3 separate regions of the Mus musculus genome follow, and regions 1 and 2 are each linked to region 3. A link is a contact called in public Micro-C data. All regions are on one chromosome and are shown on one strand. Each heading gives the region's core, a stretch centred on a gene start, on an enhancer-like site or on the middle of the called end of the contact. The rest is flanking DNA. Distances are from core to core; before and after follow the strand shown.

Evidence for each region. Hi-C and Micro-C count contacts between places; a contact is called where the count stands out from the background.
Region 1: a Micro-C map of embryonic stem cells shows a contact between it and region 3, with 6 times the contacts expected there. The contact joins the promoter of Aktip here to the promoter of Tox3 in region 3. A contact is called at or near these places in 1 of 39 promoter capture datasets (embryonic stem cells), 1 of 484 Hi-C or Micro-C datasets (embryonic stem cells) and 1 of 115 datasets of contacts at active chromatin or transcription factors (embryonic stem cells).
Region 2: a contact with region 3 is called in a Micro-C map of embryonic stem cells, with 4 times the contacts expected there. The contact joins the promoter of Rbl2 here to the promoter of Tox3 in region 3. A contact is called at or near these places in 1 of 39 promoter capture datasets (hippocampal neurons) and 1 of 484 Hi-C or Micro-C datasets (embryonic stem cells).

What each region holds. Positions count from the first base shown.
Region 1 is chr8:91,131,604-91,135,381 of GRCm38.p6, reverse strand. Aktip (thymoma viral proto-oncogene 1 interacting protein) reads left to right here and starts at 1,355. Exons shown (of 10, transcript NM_001302266.1): 1 at 1,355-1,482.
Region 2 is chr8:91,067,710-91,071,539 of GRCm38.p6, reverse strand. It overlaps Rbl2 (RB transcriptional corepressor like 2), which reads right to left and starts at 1,483. Exons shown (of 22, transcript NM_011250.4): 1 at 1,134-1,483. The coding sequence starts at 1,364.
Region 3 is chr8:90,346,572-90,350,287 of GRCm38.p6, reverse strand. It overlaps Tox3 (TOX high mobility group box family member 3), which reads left to right and starts at 2,036. Exons shown (of 7, transcript NM_172913.3): 1 at 2,036-2,425. The coding sequence starts at 2,339.

The DNA of each region.
Region 1 (3,778 bases), core at 106-2,605, 790 kb before region 3:
GAGGAGATGTGGAAACAGAGAGCTAGAAGGGGAGCTGCCAACCAAGAGAGGCAGCTTGGTCTAAGAGACTGGCTAAGAGAGTAAGGGGTAAACTGAAAGGAGCAGGTAACCAAAATGGCTGAGTTACATGGGGAAGGGCTTCTAGGGAGAAAGGCAGCATGTTTCCCGGGCGGGGAAAAATTAGAGTAGGGGCCAGACATATCTTGTAACAAGTAGGGACTAAGGGATGCAGGCCACAGTAGAAACAGAGACTGTAGGCTGCAAGTCTGGCCATTTAAGATTTACACAGCCAAATATTGCCAGATTTCTTCCTTCCTTCCTTCCTTCCTTCCTTCCTTCCTTCCTTCCTTCCTTCCTTCCTTCTTTTTTTTTTTTTTTGGGGGGGGGGGTTCAAGACAGGGTTTTTCTGTGTAGCCCTGGCTGTCCTGGAACTCTGTAGACCAGGCTGGCCTAGAACTCGGAAATCTGCCTACCACTGCCTACCAAGTGCTGGGATTAAAGGCGTGCGCGCCACCACTGCCCGGCGCCAGAATTATTTCTTAAGTACATCAGTGTTGTTCGATAATAGTCGTTACAGAGGGTCATCTTGGCCACTGGGCAGAATTATGCTTTTCTCCAGAGAAACGGGGCTTTATGTCAGGCCAGAACTTCAGGATGCTTGTATCCGTTAGAGACACGTTCTTTGATACGCTAATGTGTTTAATGGCTGGTTGTAAATCAGGGTTGTCTTTTTTTTGGTTATGGGAATGGAACCTAATGCACATCAATCCCCGGGAAGAAACATTTACAGAATTCTTTCTAACAAGCCTGATAACTTTGGATTTATTGTAAAGGTAGCACTACCTCAGCTAAATTCTACTCTGTGTCACTTATTGTCTCCTAAGCAAGTTGATTAATAAATCCCATCACTCCCACCAGGGAGCTGCAGACCTCCCTCTCCAGCCAGTGGCTCAGAGTCCAGGCCTGGATACCGGCTGACGCTTGGCGGAGCCAAGAGCTAGCAGCAATCACTGCCGGAGACTGGCTATAGTGGCTGCCGCATAAACCTCTGGGTGGGTATCCATGGTGACTGACACACGCCACGTCCAATGGCGGCCTGGTGCCTGTTTGTTTCTCGTCCCAGCCTCCCCAGGGATTGAAGCTTCTTTGACTGACAGCTCGTCCCTGGGCGCTGTTACGTAAGGGGGAGGTACGAGCGCGGCCCCACCCGAGCGGCGCTAACTTGATTGGCAGGACGGAGCTCCAAGCCCCAACACCTCCCGGAAGTACGTTTTTGATGGACGGCGAGAGAGAGCCATTCGGCATGGGTATCCGAGCGGAAGCGCCCAGTCTAGGGCGTGTCCAGGGCGTGTCCCGCTGAGGGCAGGGCGGGGCGGGGCTCTGCGGGAGAGGAGCGGCAGGGGCCGGGCTGCAGGACAGCCGGAGATGCTGTTGGCCCGCGGTGGCGCTCGGCCCCCAGCGCTCCGCACCGAGGGCATCCAGGTAAGCGTCTCACCTCTGGGCTGGTGGCTACCGAGTCGTCAGGACAGAGGGTTTGTGTCCGCGGCCCGGCGTTCGGTTCCCTGGGGTGCGCTAGGGACCGGGGCGACGGCGGCCGCGCGGGGACACGGGGGCGGGGCCGCACCTGTGCGCTGCAGGCACCTGCTGCACCCGAGGAAGAGGGCGGCAGGGTTGGTGGCGCTCTGCTCCGCTTGGTCTGCCCCTCCTGCGCTGGGTCCCGTCTGTCTGGCGAGGGGCTGACATGAAGCCCCAGGCTCTCGGCCTCGGCTGCAGACTAGCGGGCCCAGCCAGCCTCCAACTCGCTTCCAGGCTAGGGCCGGGCACCAGCCTTACATCACCTCGGGACAGGTTTGTCCAGATTCTCTACGTGCTCCGAAATGGGATTGTGCCCCGGGCCAGGGTGCCCGGCCCAGCTAGCTGCCCAGCCAGCCGGGCTGTCGGAGGCCCGGGCTGTTTACTTTTCCTCGGTCCTGTCTGGTGGCCTCTTAATGTGGAATTTCGTAAACCCTTTTTGGGGTGATAACATTAGTTAGCTCTGTGTCACAGAAGAACGATGGTAGCTAGGTCTCATTGGCCCTCTGCGGTATACTCACTGTCGCATAGGTGAAGATGCAGACTTCGCTCAGCTGTGTAAATGCATGCAATCATTTTTTTTTTTTAAGAGTCAGAGGAGCAGGAAGTCTGGTGGTATTTTCTGCGAATAAGGATGGAACCTGTTTTCCTTACATCTGTCATTACTATTGGACGATGTCATGCTATGCTTATGGTAGATTGCTCATCTAGCAAACTGTAGTTTCTGAAAAGTTGGCTACGGTTCCTTGTGCTTATGTTGCTATTGGAACCACTGAGTTAAAAATATGGCTGCGCTGGACGGTACATGGTACCTTTTGGAGGAACTGAGGGCCATGTACTGAATTTTTAAAGGCAGAAGACATGAAAGGTGCCCAGTGCCAGTACATTTACAAATAGGAAATGCCACGCCTCTCAAGAGGTGAAGAAAAACCTTGAGAAAACATGTGTGTCTAGGCAGTGGGTTACTAGTCCTTAAGGAAAATATATAGTTTTCATTTGAGCCAAACAGGAACATAACCCTCCTTGAATTTTTGATGCACTATGGTGTCAGCCACCTTTAAAAGCAGGTTTGCAAAGCCCTACCTGGCTGCAAGTCAGCAAGTTAGTGGGAGAAGTGGGATCCCTGTCCTCTGGTTTAATTACTGGGTGACACTGTCTCCTGGAAAGCACGGCAGCAGTTATAGGCACTGGCTGGTACCCACCCATGGATGCTATATGCCCACAAGGCACTGCTGATTAGAGATACTGGTATAGCATTGCTTCTTAGAAATGTGAGTTTTGACCCCTTTCACCTTCAGGGATATAAATAAGAAGCCATCCTTTTAAACTCAGCAGACTTTGTGGAGGGAGTCTTGCAGCTGAGCTGGCTACTTTTGTGTCTGTCTTTGTATATTTACTAAGCCACCCACTGACCTTGTGGTCTTTGAAACCTGGTTTCTTTTTTTTTTTTTTTTTAAAGATTTATTTATTGATTATATGTAAGTACACTGTAGCTGTCTTCAGACACTCCAGAAGAGGGCATCAGATTTCATTAGGGATGGTTGTGAGCCACCATGTGGTTGCTGGGATTTGAACTCTGGACCTTCGGAAGAGCAGTCGGGTGCTCTTACCCACTGAGCCATCTCACCAGCCCGAAACCTGGTTTCTTATCCACTACCTGAAGTGTCTCTCTCCTTTGAACCCTCTGTGAATGTACGCATTTGAAATTCCTCAGGTGCAGAATACTGCAGAATTTTATACTGTATTTTTAGTACTTTAAACAAACCTCCTTTTGCTAGGAATACCAGTTACCTGTATTCCCTGTAGGTTAAGGCAGAGGCAGGAAGATTGGGAGTTTGAGGCCAGCCTGGGGTGTATCCTGAATTCCTGACTAACCTGGACCACATAGTGAGTTTTTGTTTTCTTTTTTTTTCCTTAAAGGGCAGTTTCTTGGAGTAGTAGGGACAGGACTCTACTCCCTTTTCCTCATACAGGTATATACCCCCCCCCCCCAGGTCAGGGTTTCTCTGTATAGCCCTGGCTGTTCTGAAACTCAGTCTGTAGACCAGGCTGGCCTCGAACTCAGATCACTGGGCTCATGTTTTTTCTTCCCTCACTGGCTGTTAGTCTTGTGCTTGAGATAAGTCATCCAGGAGATGCCTAGTCCCTCACCGTGAGGGTGGGGACAGTGACAGATAGAGCTTGAGTGTAGGTGTTAGAGTGCATA
Region 2 (3,830 bases), core at 234-2,733, 720 kb before region 3:
TTGCAGTGATCCACGGGTGAAAAGATAGACTGACTCCCCAAAGCCGTCCTCTGACCAACACACACACACACACACACACACACACACACACACACACACACACACACTAATTTACTAAGCATCTGTTAAATGCCACTTGCATATGTGACACCAGGCTTCATATGACTTAGTCTGTGATTTGAAGTCTCTGCTATGTTATAATACTCATTCTTGCTAATTTACAGCGTCATCTCTAAGGTGAAGTAAGAATTCGTTTGGGAGTATTTGTGTCCTTCAAACCAGAAGTTCTCCTCTTTGCCTGGCTATCGGAAACACTGGGTAAGGAAGGCGGCTACGGTCTCTTCAGCCAGACTGCTTCAGTCTAGGAAATTTTCTGCACACATACACACATTGCTTTAGTTAAGCTTTAGGTAAGCACTTTGAAGTGGGCACAAGTAACAAAACTGCTCACACAACATAACTGAGTTTCACTGTGGTTAAAAACTTGTCCAGAGTCACTCAGACACAGGTCTAAAGCTGCCATGTTTCTTTTTTTTGTGAGTGTAACAAATGGAGAGAGGGGAATTCGATGTGTGTCGATTTTTAAAAAAATAGAAATAAACCGACTCAGAAGAATGGCACAAGTACATCCATATCATAGTTAAATAACACCTTGCTTAGCCTTCGGGTCGGGGGCCTCTTTGCTCTGCTACTTCGATAAGCTTCCATATATAAAATCAAAGGGTCATACGCACAGGCAGCTGAAAAACAATCCGGACTTCCGTGTCACTTCCCATTGGCCCATACAGGGGAGGTGCCTGCAGAGTTGACAGGCACTAGCCCGAATAGCCATTTTCGTCAACTGCAAAGCCCCGTCCCAAGAACGGAACATAACAAGCCTACACCTGGATGACAGCCAAAAAGAGTGCCCAAGTTCAGCAACAAATGTTGTGTGTCTACACCCGCTTTTCATCTGCCCGGGGGGTGGGGGACAATAAATCCTAAGCCATTCTCACACGTAAGCAAGCCTGAAACTTAATGAGTTTCCTCTGACGGCCGCAAAGCCAGGGGGAGGCAATGGTGCGGGGCAAACGACCAAGTGATCCTAGGGCCACCCCGAGTCCCCGATCTCCACGGAGGATCTGAGCACGCACCTCCAGCGTGTAGCTCTCGCTCATGCTGCGGTAGCTGCTCCAGGCCTCGGCGCGCGCCGCCTCGTCCATGTTGAGGCGGCTGCACAGCTCCTCGAACCGCTGCTGGATCTGATGGCTCGGGGACCCCGCGGGCTGCGCGCGATCCGCGGCGTCGCCATCCTCCTCCTCTTCCTCCGAGCTGGCTGCAGCAGCTGGAGGAGGCGGTGGCGACTGGTTGCCTCCAGATGCCATGGCGCACCCCGAGGCCGCGGCTCTTCAGATGCGCTCAGGGCCCGGGCCCGCAGCCATTCAAACCGCGAAGCGCCGGCCCGTCAGCAGCCTGTCCTGCTACTGTGCCGCCCCCAAAGTTCCTCAGTCCCATGCGGGCACCCGTAGGTCTGAGCACGGCCTGCTGGGAAATGTAGTCTCGGCCGGGATCTCAGGGAGACCAAAAGTCATGGAAGAAGAAAGCAAAAAACGAGCTGTGCATCATTTAGGGGTGAATGGACACGTCCTCTACCGTTTTAAAAAGCATCTCTCAATAGTGAGACCATTCAGAAGGCTCGTTTGAAGAGAAAAAGACCAAGAAATATCGACAGGATTTAGTATATAAGCCCTTTACACACATCCTCACCTAGAGGTCCTCAGATAGTAAAGCTAAAAGGTCCAAAGTAAAGATAATAGTTTGCCTGCCCTTTCTAGTCTCTGTTGCTGAGATAAACACGGACTGTAACCAACTCGGAGAGGAAAGGGCTTATTTCATTTTAGTCTTTACAGTTCATCATTGACGGAGGTTAAAGCAGGACGCTGCTTACTGACTTAGCTCCCCGTTGCTTTATCAGCTACTTTCTTAATACAACGCCACCCCCGCGGCCGCCACCTCCCTAGGCAAGACCCACAGGTCAATCCAACAGAGAGGATTCCTCAAGTGACACTCCTATGTCAACGCTATCAATGGCAAAGGTATATTGAGCTAAGAATTGATCTCACTTCACCAAACAAAAACAAAATAAAAAACCCTCAACCCTCAACCCTCAATCACACAAATAATCATGAATGTGTTTTCAAGAATAACTTAAAATGTATATTAGCTATCACATAACTGCTCCTAGATACGGCTAAAGTTTCTTACAGATAAAAGGAAGAGCGTAGAGCAGGGACATCTGAGTGAGTCCAGAGTGGACATGACCCTGAGCCACCTGAGGGAGGAGAGTGCGGGGAGGGGGCGCGGGAGGTGAAGGGAGAGAGGGGAGAGAGGGGAACCAGGTGCAGCAGCTAGAAGGCCCAAAGGTACACCGAGCTAGAAACTAAAATGTCTGGATTATATAGGAAAGCACAGCCCACCCCTTGAGCTGGAGAGTTTTGGGTAGGGGGCTGGCTATGGTAACAGGTAGAGGTTGAGGGCTACCAGGAGAACAGAGCAGCCAGGTCCTCTTTGATATGTTAAATAGGCACCTCAGCCTTTTGTCCCCGGGCTTGAAACTTTCCTATATTTATGATTTGAGGTGTTAAAGCTACCGAATCTCTAACTAAGCTTAGATATGAAGGGAATTTCAAAGAATTTGCTCACGGAAAAGAAACTTTTAAGGCACATTGCATGGGCTTAAGTGGTGAAGAGAATCTAGTGGAGATAAACACATTGATTGAAAAGGGCTGGGGAGATTCTCAGTGGCAAAAAAAAAATCCCTCACCTGAGATCAACCTGTATAACTCACATGTGTTGCGGGAGCAGGTGTTAAAAGCCAGGAATGGAGGGTTGGCTTGTAATCTCAGCAGCGGGGGGTGGGGTGGGGGGGGCGTGGAGGTGTGTGGGGAGGTGGAGGGGTGGGGGGGGGTGGAGGGGGGCGGGGGGGGGGGAGAACATAAGCTGGTGGAGTCCTGAGGAGAGTCTCACTTGCTGGCCAGTGAGAGGCAGGATCTGAAAAAGAGAGGGGCCTGGGAAATAACACTTGAGGCTGTTCTATGGCTTCTACACACAGTGTGCACAGGCTTGAAGACACACACCAATGTATTCAAACAAATGCACACGTGCGCAAACAATACTGACCAAAAAGATACTTAGTTCTAGGCCATGAGGACATTGGATTGAAGTCATCATCCATTAGCTATTTTGACAATTTTGTAGGCTGGAGAGATAGCTTAGTCGTCAAGACCACTGACTGCTCTTCCAGAGGGCCTGAGTTCGAGTTCAGACAACCATGTCACACTCACAACCACCTGGAACTCCAGTTCCAAGGGCATTTACACCCTCTTCTAGACTCGTGGCATCTGCGTTAATGTCCCCTCTCTGTCATAATTAGCTATCTTGCCTCAAGACTTTGAAATAAGTGGGATTTTACAGTTTTGTGTGTTAATACATATTAATTACACTTAATGGATATGATTCCTCCATGCATGTTTATATTTTAATCTTTTATTCCCCCCATTTACTCTTCTGTTTCCTAGCGTTCCTGTTGATCCCCTTCCATGCCCCAACTAACCTTTTTTCTCTTTCATGCATTTATTTATTTCATGACTCAGTGAGTTTAATTAGGGCTTTTCGCAGGTGGGGGGAGGGGAGAGGGAGGGACTATTTACAGGAACATGGAGAAACTTAGCAGTGGCTATGCCTTGGGGAGAGTGGAGTCTTGTGAACCCCTCACTCCTAGCAGCCTTTAACTGAAAGACTACTACTCTGCTGCATGCTGCCTTCTGGTGAGCAGACCTACAGAGGACGAT
Region 3 (3,716 bases), core at 787-3,286:
GTCTGATTACAACTTCAGGTTCTCCCTCGGCAACTTTGTTTATACTTTACTTCATCCTCTGTAATCAAGCTCAGATTGCTTGAGATGCAAGGCAGATAGACTGTAAGGTGAGGGAGAGATAGGAGTGTGCAGAGAGAAAAGCTCATCTGCCCGGCCTTTGATGCTTGCTCCCTTTAAGGGTTACCCGGTAGGAATATTCTTTTCTGGTACCCTGGGCCAGCGGTTTCTTCTCTCCCTTGGTCAGACCCTGCACTTTGCCACTATTGTTAGATACTCATAGTGAAACTTAAAAGATGTTCTCTTTCGGGACAACAGGTGGCCACTGCAACCTCTAGTTCTGATTGGTGGAAAGGCCACAGGCGCCCAGTGGCCCAGAGAAAGGGCCTCCACTTCACCGTTTCAAGAACTTACTCAATGGGGTGTTGTCCTGATAACATCTCAGCACACTGCCAATTTGTGCAACCCGCTGGGCCATTAGGGAGCGCCGCTGGGTTGTCAACAGTAAATGGAGACTCAGGAGAGGGGACCAAAGCCTCTTCAGGAGGGGGGAATTAAGAGTCAACCCAGTGACAATGTGGGGAGTTGTTCCTTCTCTGAATACACAGGGCTCTCTTAGGCAGTCCCCTGACAAGTTTCTGCTAAGAACACACACACACACACACACACACACACACACACACACACACACACACACACACACACACACATTTCCACCTAATTGAAGTTTATTTTTCTTGCTTGGTTCCTGAAGTATAGTATTGAGTGAAGGAAGGTACACATAGGTGTTGCAAGCTGGAGAACACTTAGAAATCCGTGCATGTCTGGAAAAGTTCAGGTCCCAGACCAGCGAAGTGATCCAGGCCCCACACCTTTAGAGACTGTCAGTTGAAATAGTTTAACATCTTTCCCTTCTAGTTCAAAGTAGTTCGCAGATAACTGAACCGAGAAAGGGAGATCTCACAGCTCAGCCAACATTTTCTAGCGCCAAGGCTGAAGGCCAAACTTTCAAATTAACTCAGAGCAATAAAGCCAAGGGTGGTGGTGATGGTGGGGGTATGGGGGCGGAGGGTGGGGGGAGAGAAATGTAGATTAAAAGAAAGAGAAAGAAATAAGAGGGTGGGTGGGTGCAGCGTGGGGAAGTTAATCACCCAGAACCTTTTAGGAAAAGAGGGACATTTTCTCTAGGAGAGCAGCGAGTGATCCGCCTAGATCCAGTTACTCAAATGCCTTTCGAAAACAAACAAGAGTAAAGAAAATACAAAGAGACCGGACTTGAGGCTTAACCTGGGAAGCTTCAAGTCTGCTTACTTGTGAAAGGTCAGGCCCTAACACCCCTCTGGTAAAGACCACAGGTGTACATGGGGTTCCGGCTCCTGGCTCAGGAGCCACCTGCACAGGTTAGTTTCTGGGCTGAGTCTATACCGGGGATATCCAAGTAGAAGAGTAAGTAGGGTAGAGGGATTGGGAAACAGGTCCCCCACCAGCAAGAACTGGGACGAGGTGGTAGGGGCAGAAGAGAGGGCTGGGTGAGAAGTGGACGGTTTTGGGATGCTGGGGCCAAGGGAAGCGAGGGTCGCACGGGAGAAGAGTGGGACTCGAGGAGGGACGGTGCTGGCAGCAGCGGGGAGGCCGAGGGAGGCCCGGGAGCGGGGAGAGCGGTGAGGCCGCGGGGACAAAGAGGACCGGGGAGGGAAGGGGTGGGACGGTGAGAGGCCGGGAGAGGAGCGCGCGGTGGCCGGGGCTGCACGGGGCGCGGGGCGGGGCGCGAGCCCGGAGGCGGTCGGCGGCGGAGCGCACCGGCGGGGCGGGCGGCGCGCCAGCTGCCCGCGGTGGGAGGGGCGGAGCGGCAGCGGCGCGGGGAGGGGACCGGCGGCGGCAGGAGGGGGAGCGGCAGGGGAGGGGCCGGGCCCCTTGTCTCCGCGGCTCCTCGGCTCAGTCCGCCCGGGGAGGAGGAGCGGGGCCAGCCGCCGCCGCTGCCGCCGCCGCCGTCCCAGCTTCGCCGCGCACCTGAGCTCGCCGGCCGTCCCGGGCCCACGCGCTGCGCCCCGCGCCCCGGGCGCCCGGCCCGCGCGCAGCCAGCTTCGGTGTCCCGGTGGGGCGCGTCCCTCGGGCCGCCTCCCGCTCTCCCGCGGCTCGCGTGGCCGCGCCTTTGTGTGCTGCAGCCGCAGCTCCCGGGCTCGTCGGCGGCCCCCGCGCGACGCCCCTACAGTCCCACGGCCCGTGCGCTGTCCCCGGGCGCCCCCGGCCGGGCGTCCTCGACGGTGGATCGTACGGCCGCGAGGAGGCGGGTAGCGGCCCCGGCGAGTTCCAGCCCCGGCCCCCAGCCCCCGGCCCCGGCATGGATGTGAGGTTCTACCCCGCGGCGGCCGGGGACCCAGCCGGCCTGGACTTCGCGCAGTGCCTGGGGTACTACGGCTACAGCAAGGTGACCGGGCCGGGGGCGGGGGCCACCTCTCCATCCCGGGCGCGTCCCTCGTCCCGCCTAGCCTGCTGCACTTTCTTTCTGATCTTTCCTTCCCACCCGCTGGCTTCTCGGTGCGCCTTAGTCTCCGACCAACTCTTTTCGTCTTCTCTTTACGTGCCCTTTCTACCCACCTTTTTGTCCCTCTGCTGGCGCTCCCTCTGCCCTCCTGGTCCCCTCCCCCGCTCCCCCTAAAAGCTGTGTGAAGCGCAGTCCCGGGACTGAGCCGAGACTGGCGTGTGATTCTTTGTTGATGTTATTAGTAAACTCGATTGCAACACCCCTACTATGTGTGCATGGGGGTGGGGGGACACGCTACGTAGGGGGTCCCCGATCTCGTGGGCCAGAGATTCCATACCTTCGCAGCCCATCTCACCTCACCCACCCAGTCAGGAGCTGGTCCCCGGGAGCTTGGAGAAGATGAACAAACTTTATAGAGTGTGGCTGGGTCTGGGGTCTGGATCTGGGAAGCCTGAAGTTGCAGGATCCCAGCAGGTGCCTCTTACTTCCCCTGCTCTAGGGCGCTTTGGTCTACTAGACCAAGATGCTCGCCTCTTCCGAGTTAAGGCAGTGGGCTTTCGTATTTTATTTTATTTTGCGGAGGAGGGCGGGTTAAGTTTTTTTTCTTTCATGGAGATCAGAGTTGCAGCTCCACATCATGCCTCAGGGTCACCCCATCTTCCTCACCTCTTGCCGCACAAACTTACAGGAGTAAGCGATTCAGGTGGTCATAGGTGGACCTTGGACGCAGTCAGTGGGCTTCCCGGATCCGGTTGTCTACCTTGCCTACTGCTCCCACCACAGAGCTTTGCGACATAACCCTGAGGGCGATATTCAGAGAAAGAGTCCTGCGCCTTTTGATTGTGTGTGTGTGTGTTGTGTGTGTGTGTGTGTGTGTGTGTGTGTTTCCCCTTCCCCCTGCTCCTCCCTCCTCTCCGACTTTTCTTTCAAATCCTAGTTTGTTTATGATTGCTTGGATAACGGAGGAGGAAATACAGAGGCAGCCAAAAGAAAGGTGCAATACAAAACTAATGAATAAATAACAGGAAGAGGAGGGATTGTATCTAGCGCCGGGATAGTTGACTGTGCCCCTGGCTGATGGAGGTCTGTTCTTCATTGTTTATTCTCTTTTCCCAACTCCAGTGCTAAAGTTTGCAAAGACCACTGCAGTCTCACTGCCTCACTTCCCTGTCGTGGTGGGCAGCCCTGGGCCAGGCACCCAGGACCCTTCCAGTAACTCTAGGATGGAGGGGTG